Regions from separate parts of the Sus scrofa genome. Here region 2 is linked to region 1. Evidence: chromatin contacts called from public Hi-C data. All regions are on one chromosome and are shown on one strand. The core of a region is the stretch at or near the end of the contact, and the rest is flanking DNA. Distances in the headings are between cores, read along the strand shown. Region 1 holds the start of SERBP1 (plasminogen activator inhibitor 1 RNA-binding protein). Region 2 holds the start of MIER1 (mesoderm induction early response protein 1).

The links. A called contact is a pair of places that touch in the nucleus more often than the background predicts.
Region 2: a Hi-C map of liver shows a contact between it and region 1, with 6 times the contacts expected there. The contact joins the promoter of MIER1 here to the promoter of SERBP1 in region 1. A contact is called at or near these places in 2 of 47 Hi-C or Micro-C datasets (embryonic fibroblasts and liver) and 1 of 2 datasets of contacts at active chromatin or transcription factors (alveolar macrophages).

The regions. Positions count from the first base shown.
Region 1 is chr6:145,185,263-145,188,145 of Sscrofa11.1, forward strand. It overlaps SERBP1 (plasminogen activator inhibitor 1 RNA-binding protein), which reads left to right and starts at 1,289. Exons shown (of 8, transcript XM_003127935.4): 1 at 1,289-1,883. The coding sequence starts at 1,571.
Region 2 is chr6:145,678,385-145,681,326 of Sscrofa11.1, forward strand. MIER1 (mesoderm induction early response protein 1) reads right to left here and starts at 1,679. Exons shown (of 14, transcript XM_021096499.1): 1 at 1,486-1,679; 2 at 340-440. The coding sequence starts at 1,552. WDR78 (WD repeat-containing protein 78) reads left to right here and starts at 1,751. Exons shown (of 19, transcript XM_021096495.1): 1 at 1,751-1,805; 2 at 1,808-1,855; 3 at 1,858-1,918. The coding sequence starts at 1,751.

The DNA of each region.
Region 1 (2,883 bases), core at 39-2,538:
GAAATAGGTGACTTTGAGGAATGGGGGCTGGATTTGGAAATTAGAAAACCACTAGGCTTGCTGCCACAGGACTGTAATATGACTCTTTTATTTCCCATGTTAAGGAATTGACTTGAATTCCTCTCAGAAATCGATAAGATTGCATTTGGCCATGTTACATACCCTGCTTGACAAGCAACAATATTTAGATTTTATCAAATATTGGAAATGAACTGATAATTGACTGGCTTCTATCAAAAGGTAGCATTTGGATTAAAAAGGATGTCAAGCGTCTCAGAGTGGAATTAGAAGACTGGGTTAACTCCTGGCACTAGCATTTACAGAAGTGTAAACTTGGTAAATCTTTTCACCTCTGAAATGGTTTTAATTTGTGAAAAGGGAAACCTACCTAACAGGTTGTTGACATTAAGGTCATTCATAGCCTCTGAACATAGAGATGCATTTTTTTCCCCTATATTTTGCGTTACTGGAAAAAGGTTTAAAAATTATGACAACACATTTAAACTTAGTGTTACCAAATATGCTTGAATATGCATCGACACTCTATGATCTCAAAGGACTTTAATATTTTCAACTAATAATGACAGTCAATTCGCTGACATTTTCCTCCCCTCAATGCACTTTTTAGCACACCACACATTCATTCGGTTGCTCTAAAATGTTACTTCTTTGGCACATTTTACAAACACCCAATCTGTACCTTTCCGGACACTAACGGACAATCAGATTGACTCTAGAAAGTGTTTCTTCTATAAGCAACGCCTTTTCGAGGTTTGCCCAGGGTCTGGCTAGCGCCGCACTGTCGGGAGTTAACAGCAAATAAAGCACCGGTCGCAAGCGCGCAACACTCACATATAATACTTCAACTTGTCTTTTAGGTTAATTCTGCTGCTCGAGTTCAAGTCCCCGCGAGAGGAAGCGTATTCCGCTTCACATTAAGCAGAAGAGTCTCGATTCATTAATGGGGCTGCAGGAGGGAGACGCCAGCAACTGAGTAGCTGGGGCACTTGGAAGAGAGCGGCACCTCTGCAACCCCTCGAAGTTTGTTTCCATTTATAAGACTGGTAGCCACCTTGACCCTCCTAGAGAGGTGGGGAAAGTTAGCCCTGGACCGGAGGCGGGAAGTAAAACCGAAGACTGAGAACTTTCGCGAGGAAAACACGCCTTCACGTTTTCCTGTTTTCAGCGCAGCTCAAGACCCAGAGAGTTTAAGGGTGGTGAGAGCAGGTGGCAGAACTCCGCCCACCACCGCGCTTCTCCTCCCTCAGCTTGCACGCTCCACTCCCTCGGTGAGGTCCCGCCTCTGAGGCGCGCGCGAAGAGTTGTCGCGCCGTGAACTCTGGGAATCGTAGTGCTGGCTCTGGGAATCGCCACGGGAAAAGCGACTCTTGCCTACATACCCCGTGGTGCCTTGCGGCGCTGGCCGCTACCGGATGTGTGCCTGGCGCCGGAAGAGAAGACGGCCCCCCTCTCGCAGCCCGGCCATCTTGTGGGAAGAGCTGAAGCAGGCGCTCTTGGCTCGGCGCGGCCCGCTGCAATCCGTGGAGGAACGCGCCGCCGAGCCACCATCATGCCTGGGCACTTACAGGAAGGCTTCGGCTGCGTGGTCACCAACCGATTCGACCAGTTATTTGACGACGAATCGGACCCCTTCGAGGTGTTGAAGGCAGCAGAGAACAAGAAAAAAGAAGCCGGCGGGGGCGGCGTTGGGGGCCCTGGGGCCAAGAGCGCAGCTCAGGCCGCAGCGCAGACCAACTCCAACGCGGCGGGCAAACAGCTGCGTAAAGAATCCCAGAAAGACCGCAAGAACCCGCTGCCCCCCAACGTTGGCGTGGTTGACAAGAAGGAGGAGACGCAGCCGCCTGTGGCGCTTAAGAAAGAAGGTAAAGCTGTGGTGGAAGCCACGGAGACCCGGGATGGAGGGAAGGACTGAGGGGACTTGTAGCTACCACTTGCTTCTGGGGTCCGAGGGTCCACGGGAGGCTTTGCCGCCGATTTTCTCGCGTTTCCCCCACACGACAAAGCCAGGTCTTCCGAAGGTGCTGGGAGCGTGGTAGCCCCAAGTTCAAACCGCCGCCTGCAAGGATCCTGGAGCCACCCCCTTCCCGCCTCAGCCTCTGAGCGGAGGAGCGTGGTCCGGAGACGAGCTGCTGCTCGAGCGTGCTCGGGATCCTGAGAGGCTCTTGTCTTCCCGCCGGATTCCTGGGCGGGCGGGCAGGCGCATGGACCGGGGCTCGGGGAAGGGAGCTGCTTCCACGGGCATTTGTAGTTAGCGGGGCAGCAGGGACTCGGCGGCTTCTTCCTGTCGGAGCTCTCCTGCAGCCTGCTGCTTCGAGGTGCGATTGTCTCTCTTAGGCTCCTGTCCTGCCATCTTGTCCCAGGATGGCGCGAGGTACCCTGAGCAAAGCCGGGGGTCGGAGTTTCCACCAAAGCTACCCATCCTCTCGAGCCTATCGGATATCGTGGAGAAAGCTGCCTTTCTTTGTAGGTGCCGCATGTGGCTTTATTTTTCCCTCTTCGTCCCTTTAATCGTTACAAACTTAATAACTGGCTGGAAGGAGTTAAGCTGTTGGGAGGGAGAGAAATTTGGCCACTCCGGGTTGAACAGGAGCGGGAATTCCCACTGACGACCGGTGATAGCACCTGAGGCTCGTCCTGGGATTATGATCCTTTCCCCCCCGTAGGACCCCTTCCCGCAGGCGCTGTTTCATGTGGTGTGTGGCCTGGCCTGGGCCTCGTGGTGAAAGAAACGCGGAGACTGTCACAGCGTTGGCCGCCGCGGAGCCGTTTTGAGTCTGTACCTTTTCTCCCCATGTGCGTGAAGCGTGGTCAGGATTTCATTGGCGGCTAGCAGTTGCTTCCAGGTCACTGTAAATACTTCGC
Region 2 (2,942 bases), core at 429-2,928, 490 kb after region 1:
AATCAGCATCATCTTTTTGTTAGTTTGATTTTTATTAATGCCACTCCAAATACACACACATATATATAGCCTTTTGATTCTTCAAAGAACAGTTCTGGTTTTTCTTTTCGTAATTTTTACATAAAGAATTGTATCCAGTGGTTCCACTTTATCAGATTACCACAAACTGATATTTCAATAGTTTTAATATTTTTGACATGTTATTTTTATCTCATCCAAACTCTGGAAATTATTAGCCCATCAGTCGTTCTCATACACTAGAAGAGTAATATAACATTTATATTACTTGAGGGAGTTTGGACTTTCCCTCCCTTAATCTCCAAGCGTGCCCCTGCCTACCAGCATCACATCCGTCTTGTCTGCATTGAACCTCAACCAGTTGGTTCTTAACCACGTCCGAAACTCAGCCAGGCACTGGGAGAATCGAGCCACCACACCATCTGGATCAAAGGAAAGAGAGCCTCAGTAGTAAGGAGACCAAAGACGATGATACCACAAGCTCCCCATTCACCCTGTCTCTAATTTTTTAAAACACGGTCAAGAATTGGGACAGGAATCCCACGACAATTTTAGAAAAACATTAATGAGCCTTGGGTCATGCAGTCTGTAACTGATGGTAATGAAATAAAAGCGACCCCAAAAATAGGTCGCCTTATTCCACCCATGACTGAAGAAAGGTTCACTCAACTCCGGGTGGTCTCAGCTAAGCGGCCTCAGTGGAGGGGCCAGTCTTGTAATTGCATAAGCTTTTCTGCAAAATTAAGAGTTTTAGCGTTGGAGGAAGCTTTGGGGATAAATGGGGCCCAGAGGTGGATAATGACTCGCCCAAGGTCACATAGCGAAGACTAGCGATGGGCTCCAGGCCAGAGATCTTTCCACCAAAAGCTGAAAGAACAAGGCCATTCAAAGGCGGGGGAGGCATCTGTCTCCAGGGTGGGGCTGCGAGGACCTCACTCCCTTACAATAACGCCTTCTTCGAGCCTCTCTTCCCTCCCTCACTCCCTCTGAAAAGGGCCGGTTCGCCCAAGGGCTGCAGTGGGATCGAATCCGTGATACAGAGGCAAAGAGGCGGAGCCACGGGCACCATCAGCTTGGCCCCACCCCGACCAGGTTCGGGATCAGACTGAAGAAAGGGGCGGAAGCCGACAGGGCGAGGCGAACTCACTCCGCAGCGGATTCCCAGCGCGCCGCGGATGCTGGGGAAGACCGGCGCTGCAGCCACCACCGCCAAAGCAAAAGACCCGGCTGGGAAGGGGTGGGCGGCGGAGAGGCGCTGCGCATGCGCCCTGGGTGGCCGGCGCCACTTCGGGAGGGGGAGCAAGAAGGGCTTGATCTCTCAGCCCCTCCCCGGAAGTTAAGGATCTTCCGGGCGATACAGTGCGGTGGGGGAGGGGAAGGAGAAAAAGGGTACCGGGGACACTTGGAGAGCCCTTCATCCCAAATAGGACTAGGAGAGGATAGATGGTTTATGGAGGCTGCACTTACAGCCGCTGCCGCTGCTGCCACCGCCACCTTCGCTGCTGCCGCCACCGCCTGAAGAAGCCCCATCCATCCGCCTGCAGCCGGGGAGACTCAGAGCCTGGGAGGGGCCTGGGGCCCGGGCCGCCCGCCTCCTTCTTCTAGTCGTCGGCCGGAGCTTCCTCTTGCTCCGCCAACCCTCTGCCCTCCCCTTCGCCTCCGCCCTCCTCCTGGGCCTCTAGCCGCCAGCCAACCGCGCGGCCGCTTGTTGAGCCAGGGCTCCACTGTCTCCATGACGCCCGGCAAACATTCCCGTGCCTCAGCTGGAGCCGCTAACGCCGAGGGTTGGGATACTGGGTCTCCAGAAGCAGCCAAGGAAGGGGGTGGTCGACCACTCCCATCCGGTCGCCGCCATGCCCATCTCTCCGGTAAACAGCCGCAAGCAGCAGAATCTCGGGGTGTAAGTTCCGGCGCTGAAACTTTAGTCCATCCCGCCTGATCCCGGAGAGAGCCCTTTCAGAGCCTTTTACTGCATCTGTGTTCAATCAGCAGTCTTGGAAGCTCCTAGGCGGCAGTGTTTCCTTCCTTGACCTAATACATCCTTTTCTAAACCTCTACTGCTGTGCTTGCTCTCTTAGAAAAGAACCTAGTTTGTTTAGAACTACCTTTCGTCCTAGTACTCCTGTTTTTTTGTTTTGTTTTCGGTCTGCAGTCTCAAGCCTTTTGCCTTCAAATTGTGCCGAGATGTTCAATCCTCTCAACTTCTATGACTCATCAGACTGTACATTGCTATGCGCTGTAGTCGAGGTTTTTTCCTGCCTCCTCCTCATACCATCCTCCCTTAAAACTCATTCCAGCTCACAACGTTCTGTTGTTCTGCAGCAGTGGATGAGAGGCTGGAGAAAAGCAGACAGCTCTGGCGATTTGTCTCACATTTAAACTTATATGGTCCCTTAGTCTAGCAGCCCCACTAAAGTTTCCTAATTCCTCGGCCCTTCCATGCTTCCAGACCACTTTTGTTCTCTCTTTTCAAGCCTTCTGTGACTCTGCTCTCCAGTCTCTTCCAGCTGTCTTTCTTTAGCAGAACTTGTTGAATGAACTTGGAAGAGAACCTTGCGTTCTCTCTTGAATATGGTACTCAGGTCTTTGTCCATCCTACCACTTCTCTCTCTCACACACACACAAATAGCTTTTGTGAAGGTAAGCAATAGCTCTCCAGCTATCCAACTGGACATTTCTCAGTTTCTTTTCTAACACATTCATTAGCAGTTTTCATCTAGTTTATCACTTCTTGAGTTTCGAATCACATAATTGGGTTTCTGGAACACCACCCCTCCTTAATTGTCCCCTTGGTTTATGTCTACCTCTTTTCAAAATACTCTGCTGGTACCTCATCTCGTCCATACCTAAATGTGGGAGTGTTGCTGGGATCAGTGTTTAAACCTCTTTTCCGCACTATTGTTTTTTGCCTTTCAGAATTACCT